Linked DNA regions of Anas platyrhynchos: region 1 is linked to region 2. A link is a contact called in public Hi-C data. All regions are on one chromosome and are shown on one strand. Each heading gives the region's core, a stretch centred on a gene start, on an enhancer-like site or on the middle of the called end of the contact. The rest is flanking DNA. Distances are from core to core; before and after follow the strand shown.

The links. Hi-C and Micro-C count contacts between places; a contact is called where the count stands out from the background.
Region 1: a contact with region 2 is called in a Hi-C map of liver, with 4 times the contacts expected there. The contact joins two enhancer-like sites. A contact is called at or near these places in 3 of 8 Hi-C or Micro-C datasets (liver, skeletal muscle and subcutaneous adipose tissue).

Annotation. Positions count from the first base shown.
Region 1 is chr3:64,719,589-64,725,579 of IASCAAS_PekinDuck_T2T, forward strand. It overlaps PTPRK (protein tyrosine phosphatase receptor type K), which reads left to right. Exons shown (of 31, transcript XM_072036028.1): 12 at 4,098-4,371. Among named protein-coding and RNA genes, the nearest start is that of THEMIS, 96 kb to the right of the region's middle. Within about 2 kb of position 3,578, at least 1 of the 8 cell types and tissues checked has an H3K27ac peak or open chromatin away from gene starts, as enhancers often do.
Region 2 is chr3:64,574,042-64,579,764 of IASCAAS_PekinDuck_T2T, forward strand. It overlaps PTPRK (protein tyrosine phosphatase receptor type K), which reads left to right. Exons shown (of 31, transcript XM_072036028.1): 4 at 21-102; 5 at 1,927-2,042. Among named protein-coding and RNA genes, the nearest start is that of PTPRK, 190 kb to the left of the region's middle. Within about 2 kb of position 3,085, at least 1 of the 8 cell types and tissues checked has an H3K27ac peak or open chromatin away from gene starts, as enhancers often do.

The sequences.
Region 1 (5,991 bases), core at 2,328-4,827, 150 kb after region 2:
AAACAAAATTATGCTATGATCAGGTTTTGTTGTACCTCTGCCTCTCTATCAGCACAGCCCCCAGGAAAGAGATGTTCCTTAACCCAAGTGAAATCTATGGGTAGCTGTCAATCATTTCTTTAAGACACTACATGGCATAGTCATCATAGTTGTAAACATGACTCTAATCATATCTTCCCTGTCAAGTGTTATCGTGTAATCTCTAGGTTGCTTTATGGCCTCCTGAAGTTTTAAACCAAATTACAAACTAGAAGTGCAAAGGGAGACAGGGCTGGGGGCTCATGCACTCTGTGAAGCGTGTACTGTTTTGCCATCGGTCTAGTGGATTAGATCCCAGTCAGTAGCATCAATGGTGCTTTGGCGATTCATTTGAAGACATTTGCTACTGCAGTTTTTCTAAAGAATCCTGACCGAGCACCATCAAAACAATCTTTTGTACGTCCTGCTTTCAAATCCTACTTCAAATAAGGATTACAAAGATCAAAATCAGCATGAACAACTTTTTAATGATGAGATTTATTTTATTTGATAGGGTTTCTTATACCTCTATATGCAGAATCAAGTTGTTTACATTTTGCAGCAAGGCTAATTAATGGGACTGCAACAGGGGGCAGCTAAAACATAGCTGTTGGTCGGACTTCCCAGGGCTCAGGCTGTAACTTGGGCTGTCAGGCAGTCTGGTGGTGCCCATCTAAAGAGAGGACACTGCCTCCATGAGGTGAGTAGAAGGAAATCTCCAGTTGATACTAACACCTAGTCAGAATAAGGCTGAAGTATGAGCATGTTCACCATGGCAGTATCTATTTGAGCCTGAGTTTTTAGGGAGTAATGAAAAGGAAGATCTGTTGGCAGGGGCTGCTTAGACTGTTCTGTGTCAGCTTGATCAATAGGGAAGTGTTGTGCAGGTTGTCTTCAGTAAAGATATAGTAATACATGTCAAAGAATCCAAGGATAAGCATAGTGCATAAACTTTCACTTAACTGTGATACCTGACCACCTTTGCAGCCAGTGCATACCCCAATTGAATGCTGCATATTTAGCTTGGGCTTCTTCTTCACATCTTCCAGTGGAGTGACCTTTCCTAACACTGTTATGAGTATGTAGAGTAACATACCCTACACAGAGTGTTGCTTTGGAACCACCGAAAGTGCTAGTAAATGGATTTAAACAGATGGCAGCACAAAGGGCCCAGAGGAAAACGATTGTATTCCTGCATGTCTTGTTAGCCTACTATGTTGCATGAAAAATACTGCCAGATCCCCTTTCCAAAAAAAAAAAAAAAGAAAAAAAGATCCTTACTGAAGATTTTGAAGACTTTCTGTCATTTACTATTCTTTACCTAAAAATAAAAAAATAATAACTAAAACCAATTGTATAGCTGCAGATGGCTACACCATGTATATTAATTTCTTATTCTCCATGTTTTTCTGGTATATGGATCATAAAAGGAGTGTTTTTGATGCATATTTTGTTTAAATTAGAACATATTTTATATAAAATAGAAAAAGTTTTAGAACATTCATATTTTATTGTGATCTTATGTTTAAAATTTCACCATGCACTTTATATCAGATTCAAACATCACTGCAGTATTTTTAAAGAAAGCTATTAAAAGGGACTTACCTAATATTTAATTCTTCTCATACTCTTCATCTTTTATTTTTGGTTTGTTTCAGTCTCCAAAGAGACTTGTCTTGAAAAAAAGATACATAACTTAGGAGGAAAAAAAAAAAAGAGAGAGAGAGAGAGAGAGAGATCACTTATTCCCTTATTCTATACAATGGAAGGGAAGTGGGTTTAATTTAGAAACTGTGGTAGATGTCAACTTCTGAGCTGAATGGCAACCAGGATATTCCAGGGGACGGTTGCTGATGTCACATGCAAACGTTGCCCCGTCCTTCTGCTTTCTCTGCTGGCTTTGTGCTCCTGAGTTGGCAGGATACTGTGATGACAAGTTTCCTGCTCTCCTGGCACTTCAGACAGCAGAATTTGTGTCGGTCCCAGTCCTTTGGCAGCTCCCAAGAGCAGGACTGCCGAATGCACAGAGCAGAGAGGCAGTGTATGTGTTCCCAGTACACTCGGTTGGGTGCCCAGTTGAGGAGCTGTGATTTTAACCCAGCCTGGCTTCAGGGCCAGGCTCAAGAGGAAATAAACACCAGCAGAAATTTCTTCCCTTGGGACAAGATAATCAAAAATGGTTTTTACTAATTTACATGCTGTCAAGTTTTTTTTGTTTGTTTGTTTTTTGTTTTTTGTTTTTTGCTATTACATTAATTTGGAAGCACAAAGAAAGATTTTGGTTATGCAGGGGTCATGTGGAAGTGATTTGTTGTTGCAGGCTGTATTAACTGGGCATGGTTAATACACAGAGGTTACCACAGAAGATTTATAGCCAAACTCAGTTCACAGACAGTTTATGAGAAACAAGAGATCCCTGGAAATATAACTCATTATTTTTTCATTTACATTCTTCATTTCTCCTGGAGTTTCAGAATGAGGTGACTTTGTATATTCCTCTTGGACACTCTGAAAGAGTAGAAACTTTCCTCCTTAATTTTTTAGGTGCTAGAAAAAGGGAATGGTAACTTGTTTCAGCTTGAGAAAGAAGTGAAACTAGTTTCTTATTTTTTCTTCTCTCATTTCTTCCATTCCCCAGTATCACACTTCATCTCTGCCACTACAGTTATTAGGTTTTCTGGGCAGTAGTAGCAGAGAAAATTGACAAAATAATTTAATGTTGCCCCATAAGTTCTAAAAAAAAAAGGAGGATTGTCTTTGTCTTTCCTTTTGGAGTCCCTGCAGCAATGCAGTGATGTTTCCAGAACTCTGCTTGATTTTACTTTTTATGTTTGGAAAGCTTTAAAACAAAACCAAAGCAGAAAATTCTGCCCACTTAATTGAATTGCTTCAGGTCTTGTCTACATGCGTAGGCATATTTTCCTACTAATCTTGATAACAAGGTGATGGTTTTTATAAGGCCCTGCATCTATCCTTTCATGTATCTGCAAGTAGATGAGGAAATCTGTGTATGTGAATATATATATCTAATGCATGTGTGTATACATACATATATAAAAGCACATACAGTTTTTAGAAACCAAAAAGCTGTTTGTTTTTTATTTTATTTATTTTTATTTTTTTTTCATTCTTATCTTATAAATGCAAGAATTGTCTCCTGTACTCAGTAGCTAAGTTCTGTACTTCTACAGGGAGAACTGGTAATGAGTTTGTAGCATACTGCAGTTATGTAGTTCCCCTGAAGGAGAAAGAAGAATGATAATTACCTGTTCTATTTAGAGAAGGTGATTCTGAGAAGTGACCAAGCCACAGACCATTTCAAGATAGGTGTTGGGGGGTTGGGATGGCAATTTAATAGGCCGAATGCCATCTGTTTCAGCAATTTGTAACATTTTATCATTGACAACTGTAGAGGAATGAGGCAGTCTATTTTGGTGGAATGGACAGATTTCTGTCCATCTGTGCTTGTATTACAGCATGTCACTTGTACTTTAGATCTGCATAGCTCTGAGCCAAGATAGAAGCCACAGCAAGGTCAAGAGGTGGAGAAGCCTGTCAGCACATTCTGTCTCTAATGATATGACAACTGCAAATTGGTGCTTCAAGCACAGCCTGGAGGCAGTCATTATGTTGGGCCTTGAAGCTGAGCTTTCTGTAGTATTATTTCAAAGGAAAACGCTAACTTCAGATGTTTCCGATTATCAGACAAAGAGTTTAATCTATTGTAGTTTAAAGTCAGATTCATTCCCGGTTATTTTGTTGCTGTTGCTGTTCTAAAAGCAAAATCATTGTTAGGAGATAATATGTATATACTTGGATTGTTGCTATTCCTGAAAAAAAAAAAATGCTGCTTCTTTTCAATGACTAAATTACATAGCTTTGCTACATTTGTGAATATATATATACATATATATGAAACATTTGTGCTTTCTCTGCATCCATGCCTTCACTGTCTGTTGTTTGTTTCGGTTTTTTTTCAGACTTCACACAAAGCAGTCAGATTAATACTTTTATGAGACTAGAGATTTGGCCATAGCAGGTCCCTTTAAAGATAAGTGTTTTTTCCTCTGTTTTGCCAGTGCCTACCAGATCGTTGTTGAGGAGCTGCACCCACACCGCACGAAGCGAGAAACGGGTGCTATGGAGTGCTACCAAATCCCCGTCACCTACCAGACAGCTCTCAGTGGAGGATCCCCATACTACTTTGCTGCCGAGCTGCCCCCTGGGAACCTGCCGGAGCCAGCCCCTTTCACCGTGGGTGACAACAGAACCTACCAGGGCTTCTGGAACCCCCCTCTGGCTCCTCGGAAAGGCTACAACATCTATTTCCAGGCCATGAGCAGCGTTGAGAAGGTGAGTGCCAGCCAGACCTTTCTGCTGGAAGGAGCCAAAGGCATGCCTGTGGTGACAAGGAGGGCTGCCAAAGTTGGGGGTGTTGGCAGTAGCACCATTGTAATCCTTGCATTGGCTTCTGTACCGTGACAGCATGGCAGCCTGCCATTTGCATTTCACACCACCCTTGTATCATAGTAACTGTTACTAGATGAGTGTTTAATACCTCTCTTAGTAATCGTCTGAATGTAGTAATCTCACTGCTGCGACTCTGCCTCCTTGGTAAATAGCATCCAGCGCTCTTTCCCCAGATCTCAGGAATTGCACACTTGTTACTGCAGGATAAACAGAAAGTAGGCAGCTCAGTGGGCAAATGAAATGTTATAAACTTTTGGAGAGTCTCATGCTGAACATCAAATAAAAAATAAAAAATTTGCTAGAGCAAGACTAACTCCAGGCCCACAGTGTGTTTCCAAGAGCCTTTATGGAAAGGTCTGCTTCAGGATTGCTCTACAGCTGTGCAGTATTCAAAGTTTGGCTGTCGCTCGCCTTCATTACCTCCCTGGTGTTCTGTTTTTAACTCTGTTGCTGAGTATTGTGGCTGGCTCTGCATGCATAAGAAAGGGAAAAAAGCTGCAGGAAGTTAAACACCGCAGTGGACTCCAGGTGGGAATAACGCCATGGCTCTGCGAGCCCCATGCTGTTGTTCTCGAATGGTTTCTCTCTAGCAAATGAAAGTCGGTGAAGGTGAAAAAGGTGCTAGGTACAGAAGCTTCAGATAATTAAAAAAATATATTTTTTCAATATATAGTTTAGGAAACAGAAGGAAATTACTGTAATGTGACTATAAGGCTCTCCATGTGAAATGTCAGGGAAGCCAGAAAAGAGCTGCCTGATAGACAGCGAGATTGATAGCAGCTGATGCTCACCAGGATCATTGGAAAAGAGCAGAAGCCATGTCTCCCTTGGGGTCTCCGCTGTGGCTAAGCAAACCACAGCTAACAAAGGGCTTTGCCTTGGAGTCTTTTGAAGAAAATCTCACCCACTTATGGTTATGAAAACTGCATGTACATCAAGTCAAAATGAGGAAAAAGCAGGAACTAATGAATTTATTTACTAGAGCTGTTTGAAAACTGGAGGCTTTTTATGATGGAAGAGACCGTTCCATCTCTCTAGATTTTATCTGTAGACCCATGTGAAGTAAACAATGCAAAAAATGAAAAGCAACTGCTAGTTACTCTTCCATATTTCCCATACTTTCTATATGTAATTCCCTTTCCTGTTGTTGGCTTCCAGCAGACTAAATTGTAAGGAAATTCATTTAATTCCCCAAGAAATAAATGCAAGGAAGAAGTTAAAATAAATAAATACATGCATACATAAATAGGTCTTTATTTTGGCTTTTACATTTTGACAGATAAGTAAATGAAGTAAATTCAGTTTGTGAAAGAGTTTGATACTAAAGTGGTTTTCTCTGGTATGACTTAAAACTTTGGATCGTATTTCTGTTCCTACAGGGATTTGAGGGAGGTTCTGGGAGCTGGGGTTGCACCACATTCTGCCAGGACATAGATCTAGTGGTTGAAAGATAATCTCTGAGCTACAGAATATTTAAACAGGTGCTTTACTGTAAACCACAGG
Region 2 (5,723 bases), core at 1,835-4,334:
TTTTTCTTTCATTTTGACAGGTAATATTTGAAGCTGAAGTCTCAGATGGGAGAAATGGCTACATTGCCATTGATGACATCCAGGTTCTGAGTTACCCTTGTGGTAAGTAATGATTAAGAGCTGCATTTTTCTCCGTCTTTTCAGGACATATTTGATATTGCTGTGGACTGCTGAGTTTTCATCACTTGATCACAGATGTTCTTTGTTCTTTCGATAGCATTTCTGTTGTAGCTTCCAGGGTAAAATGTAGTGCAATAGAAGTTTACCTGGGTAAAATCTTTGCGTACCAGAAGTATTGCACAAATATAGAAGCAGAAATTCTTTAGTGCCCTTTAATGATAACCATAGCTGGTGTGCATGATAAAATCACGTTTTAATGTTAATATAATGTTATATTCACTGGTTACAGAAAACCGAGTTGGCAGATGCATGTGGGTTTACCAGATTTCACGTCCTTTCTTACTTGGGGGTATTTTTTTCTTATTTTATTTTTTTTCCAGCTATCAAACTATAGAAGGAATAGAAGGAAGTTGTTTTTCTTGGTTTTTTTTTTTTTTTTTTTTTTTTGGTTTATTTTGTGGACAGACTCCATGTTCACCTTTTCCTGTTTAATCACAGACAAAATTACACACATGTGAACCCAAGTTATGTTAATTCAAATGTTGCACGCATAAAATTTCTGAGGAAGAAATTATTACTGACACTTGCTATGACATTTGTGTGGTGTGTGTGTGTTGCTGTTCATTTCGTTCTTTTCCACTCTTCTGATCTTCCCTAGAAATCTTCTTTCTCAAATGTAATTTCATTGTAGTGTGCCTCATGACTGATAATTTAATTGCTTTCTGAAAGATAACACCACAACAAACTTCCTTCTCTAGATTTGTGAGAAGATGGTAAACGATAAAGCTTCAGTGGCAACCTTGCACCTTCTTTTCTTCTACCCCAAATCTATTAAGACCACAGCTCTCATGGGCTACCAAGCTTAAAGGGGTATTTGGGTTACTTCTTTATATTTTAGCCACCCCAACGATCTGATCTGATAGTTGATCAGATTCAGCAAAACTCTCCTTGTCTTCAATATCTGGCTTGGTCTTTTCCCCCTCATTTTCATTATTACTAGATAAGGTACTTGGGCATGGTCAGGACAGCAGATTATCAGCATGACACAGTATTCAGATAAGCTTTTCTGTGCTGATCTTTCAACCTTTTTCCTTCCACTTTTTTGTTTTTGTTTTTGTTTTGTTTGTTTTGTTTTGTTTATTTTACTCTAAGCACAAAGAAATAACAACTCAGCCGCTGTTTTAGTTGGTGGCCCTTGAGAAAGGAATGGGTGAGAGCTGTGTAATATAACCATTCCTCAAATGTGTCTGTCAGCTTCGTATGTCTAATAAATCCTTCAGGTGGTCGTGCCACAGAGCTTTCCTAGGGGTTTTGCCAGTGTGGGAAATAAATTTATCAGCTACTGAAATATTATGTTCAACAGCAGAAACTGATTTCATTTAGTAAAAGAATGCAGTTACATTGCAAATAATCTGAGCAATATCTATGTTTTTACTTGAGCAATATCCTTCTAATTGGCTTTTTCTCAGTATGACGGATTTTATACAATTGAAATTCTTTGGGATAATTTTTGTAATGTGCTACTGACATTCTGGCATTTGATCTCCTTTTCTTGGCTTTGATTTTTAAAAGACTATAATATAACTCATGCATTAAATAAAGTAGTAGGATCACCAGAGGAGAAGGGAAAGGACTAAAAGCACTCTTTCTTCTTGAACAGAGATGAAACAAATCATTTTCTTTCTTCTGTTGCTGTTTTTCAGCCAAAGGTTGTTATAATATGCGTCTTTGGGGAGACAATAATGTTGCTGGTACCTTTTTTTAGCAATAAGTGCTATTTGTAATTTGTGTTTTCCACCTCTGCAGATAAATCTCCACATTTCTTGAGGCTGGGGGATGTAGAGGTCAATGCAGGACAGAATGCTACATTTCAATGCATTGCTACGGGGAGAGATGCAGTGAATAACAAGTTATGGCTCCAGGTAAGGCCAACTCATCCAAGTCTATTTGGCTAGAGGACAAAAAAATGCTTTCTGGAGGGGGAGTATTTAAATTCATTTTTTTTCTTCTGCATGTAAACAGTTTAAATAAATTTTATGTTGGAGAAAGTTGTAATGGAGAAACTTGTAATCAGTTCTGTAATGTTTAAAAGCCTTGAATGAAAAATTAGGACAATTTTTATGGCCAATAGAGGAAGGTTGTTCTTTAACGCATTTTGGTCCTGCTGCTTGCAAAAAAGTTCCTCTGTTTGTGTCAAAATTTTTTACCGTTAACTGCATATAATTGGTATTTGGTGTCTAGTAAAACATACATGTAACACAGTTGTCATACATTTCTGTATGTTTTCAGAACTTTAAAGTAAATAGTTTTTTGCAAAATTTCTTTGAAATGGACTATAATCAGATAGAATTACTTTAATATTTTTTTTTCAAATATACTTCTGAAATTAATTATAATCAGTTCCTTCAGTGTTTTTTATTTTTTTCTCTTATTAGAGAGTTGGGCTGGCAAACCTTCAGTAACAGTTGCATATAGACATGTGATAAGCTTCAAATGTAAAAATAAATAAATAAATAAATAAATAAATAAAATTAATAGGAGCATTTGATTAGGAAAATCTAACATGCAAAATGTATTGCCAGACATATGTCTGCAACATTTAAAAAGGGGGCAAGCATCAAACAACAACTGCACTGCATTTATCAAAAAGGTATCTTATCAGTAGGAAGGATTTGTACTCCATGTCTTTGAGTAGTAAACTGAGCATGTATAAAACACATTCATTAAGGAAGAGGAGTTTGATTTCAGAGACTTGCCAAAGAGAGCATGTAAAGGACACAAACTGAAATTAAGCTGGCATGCTATACCAAAGACAGGACTATAACAAGAAGTGCATACAAGAAAAAATGTAAAGCACCACCTTCAGTAGATAATTGGTCAGAAAGGGCTGACAGCCAGCCAGCTGGAAATCTTCCCTATCACTCGGTCCTGTGAGTCAGATAACTCTGACAGATTATCCGTGCTTACTTTCAGGCCCTTGAGAAGCCCAGTTAACAGACAGACAACTCAGAAAACATATGTTTTGTCCCTTCATGTACTTTGTGGGTGTTTTTTTTGTGTGTGAATCACAGATATGGTGCTTCCTGATGGTGCAGATGTCTTTGACGTTGGAATAACTACACTTGTGCTTATGAAGTGCTTTGATATTCTTAAAGATACCTTGCTACTAAAATCATATGCTGGGACTTGCATTCCCCTTCTTATTTTCTCTTAAATAATGCAATATTTTCACCAATTTAAAGGTGAACTGTAATTTTTTTTTTCCCTCCCTCATTGTTCCAACCCTCCATCCTACTTTCCAGGTGTAAACGCAAACCTTCCGCTTTCCCACCTCTGAACATGGCAAGTTCCTGCTGTTTTGCTCAGCTAATAGTAAATTGACTCCTTTTCCTTAAAACATAGGGTGGATGTATATGAGGCCTCATGAGACTCTGAAGTGTGTGACTTGGAAGAGGTTCACTTTAGCCTTTGACCAAACCAGAGATTCATAAAGCCTGGATACCTGGGAAGGAAGAGCCAGAAGATCAAATCAAATGCCTAAGTAATTGTTTTTGAGAGCCCTGAGCTGAAACATTCTAGGAATGTATTTTTCTCATAACAACAAAGGCCAATGAGGAAAAAAGAAAAAATAAAGACCAATGAAAAAAAAAAAGACACTTTTCAAGTACACCGTGTTAGAGAAAATAGCTTTTGGTCATGTCCCTGTTGAAAGAGAAAAGATATTTCCTTGGGGGCAGGGAGCAGGAGGAGGGAAGAGAGAAGAAAAAGTAGCGTACAAGTTGCTATTAACACAGTCTTTCATAAGTAAAGATCCAAGGTCCAGTCTGGGACACTAGGACTTCTTATATCTGAAATGATCTAAGATCCTGTTTGCTTGCATTGAAGCAATAGAGTTGTGCAGGTACAGATTTCATTACAGAATCTACCACTGCTCTCTGGCTTTCCCAGCCCTCTACACAGAGGGCCTGAGGTAAATTCAGCAGCAGGGGGAAGCAGCCACCCTGCTTTGTTTTCAGAGTTGTGCTGTCTCTGGGTGCAGTCCCCTAGCTGCTTCAGCTATAATCTCATATAAGCTCATAATATGAGTTGCAGCAATCTCAGCTACTCCCTCCCCATCCCTTGTGTGATCTAACACTGGAGCTTTTGCACCTTTCTTGTAGGTCAGTTCAGGAAACTGATCTGGCTGAAAAGGATTTTTGTTGTTTTTGCTATTAGGGATGAGGGGATTATTTTATTTTATTTTATTTTATTTTGTTTGTTTGTTTGTTTGTTTGTTTTTTTAAGGGCAGTGTGTGTGTGTTTTGTTTTGTTTGCTTTTAGCTTGATTCACATCTGAATTACCTAACTATGTAAAAAGTGCCAGCAGATGGAAAAAGATGGGGATATTTGGTCAGAAGCAGGGAAGAGTAAAGTGTTGTAACAACCAGAGCTGAAGTTAAAAGTGGATCTCAGTGGGGTGTCACGTTGTAGTGACCTGACTATAATTTTCCAGTTAGTGGAGATAAAACCCTGATAATACACAGATGATCTGTGTGCGTGCACATTTCCACTGTTATTTTTGTTTCTGTGTGTATGTATAAATTAAGTGCACGTACCTTTGTGTGGCTGAAGATAGATGAAAATAGGCACAGCGTTTCAATACACTGTTTTTGAGTGTTTATTCCTGTAACAAGTCTTCATCAACTCCATTTTCTACAAATGCACCTCTGTAAAAAATTCAGACAAAAATGAATTAATATTGAATTGAACTTCTCCTGACATTCATTAGCGTAGATTTTGCTTGTTTATTTGTTTTTAGATTGTATCTTGTCTCCTGTCCCTTTCCATACTCCTTCACCTCCCAGCCCTGCATTTTGCAGCCCCACTGGACCAAGGTCTGGGACAGTCAGAGCTCTGGCATTGAAAGATAAGCAGTAAAGATAACAGAAGTCGTTAAAAGTTGCAGCTGCATTAATATAAAACAAATATTTGCACAGATAAAGAGATTTAACAGGTTGAACAGGATGATTTGAAACATACCTTTTGCGACTGCATATTAGGTGTGGGAGCAGGATAGCAATGCAGCACTTTTTCTTTTTTTTTTTTCCCATTTTTTCAACATGATATAGTATCCATTCTATTACGGTTGCAAGCTGAAGCATTTTCCTCATGGCCTACAATTATTGGCAAATTCTGAAAGAATTTCAAAGTCCTTAGGTTTTGTTTAAAGTGAACATTGATTTTCTTTTTGAAATGCATTCGTTCTTGGTGTGTATTATCTTTTCACCTACCATCACCACCTGAATGTAGTGCTGCAGGCTTCTTTCCCAATATTTTTTCCTCTTAAAATTTCCACTGTAGTATGTCACACACTAACAACTTTAGGTTGGTGCCGCTGTATGCACTGAGTCCTTTGGGTTGTGTGATGTCTCCCCACACCCGTGATGGTAACCTGGCATTTCTACCTGCTATGCTGGAGAACAATCTAAATATTAAAATGCAGAGATTGGGCTGGGGGGGCTTCTTGCCCATTTTATTTCTCTAGTGTGTGAAGAAAGCTTCCATGGTTTAAGCTTAAGCTTAAAGCTTCATTTCTCTACTGAGACAGTGCAGAAACAGGATTG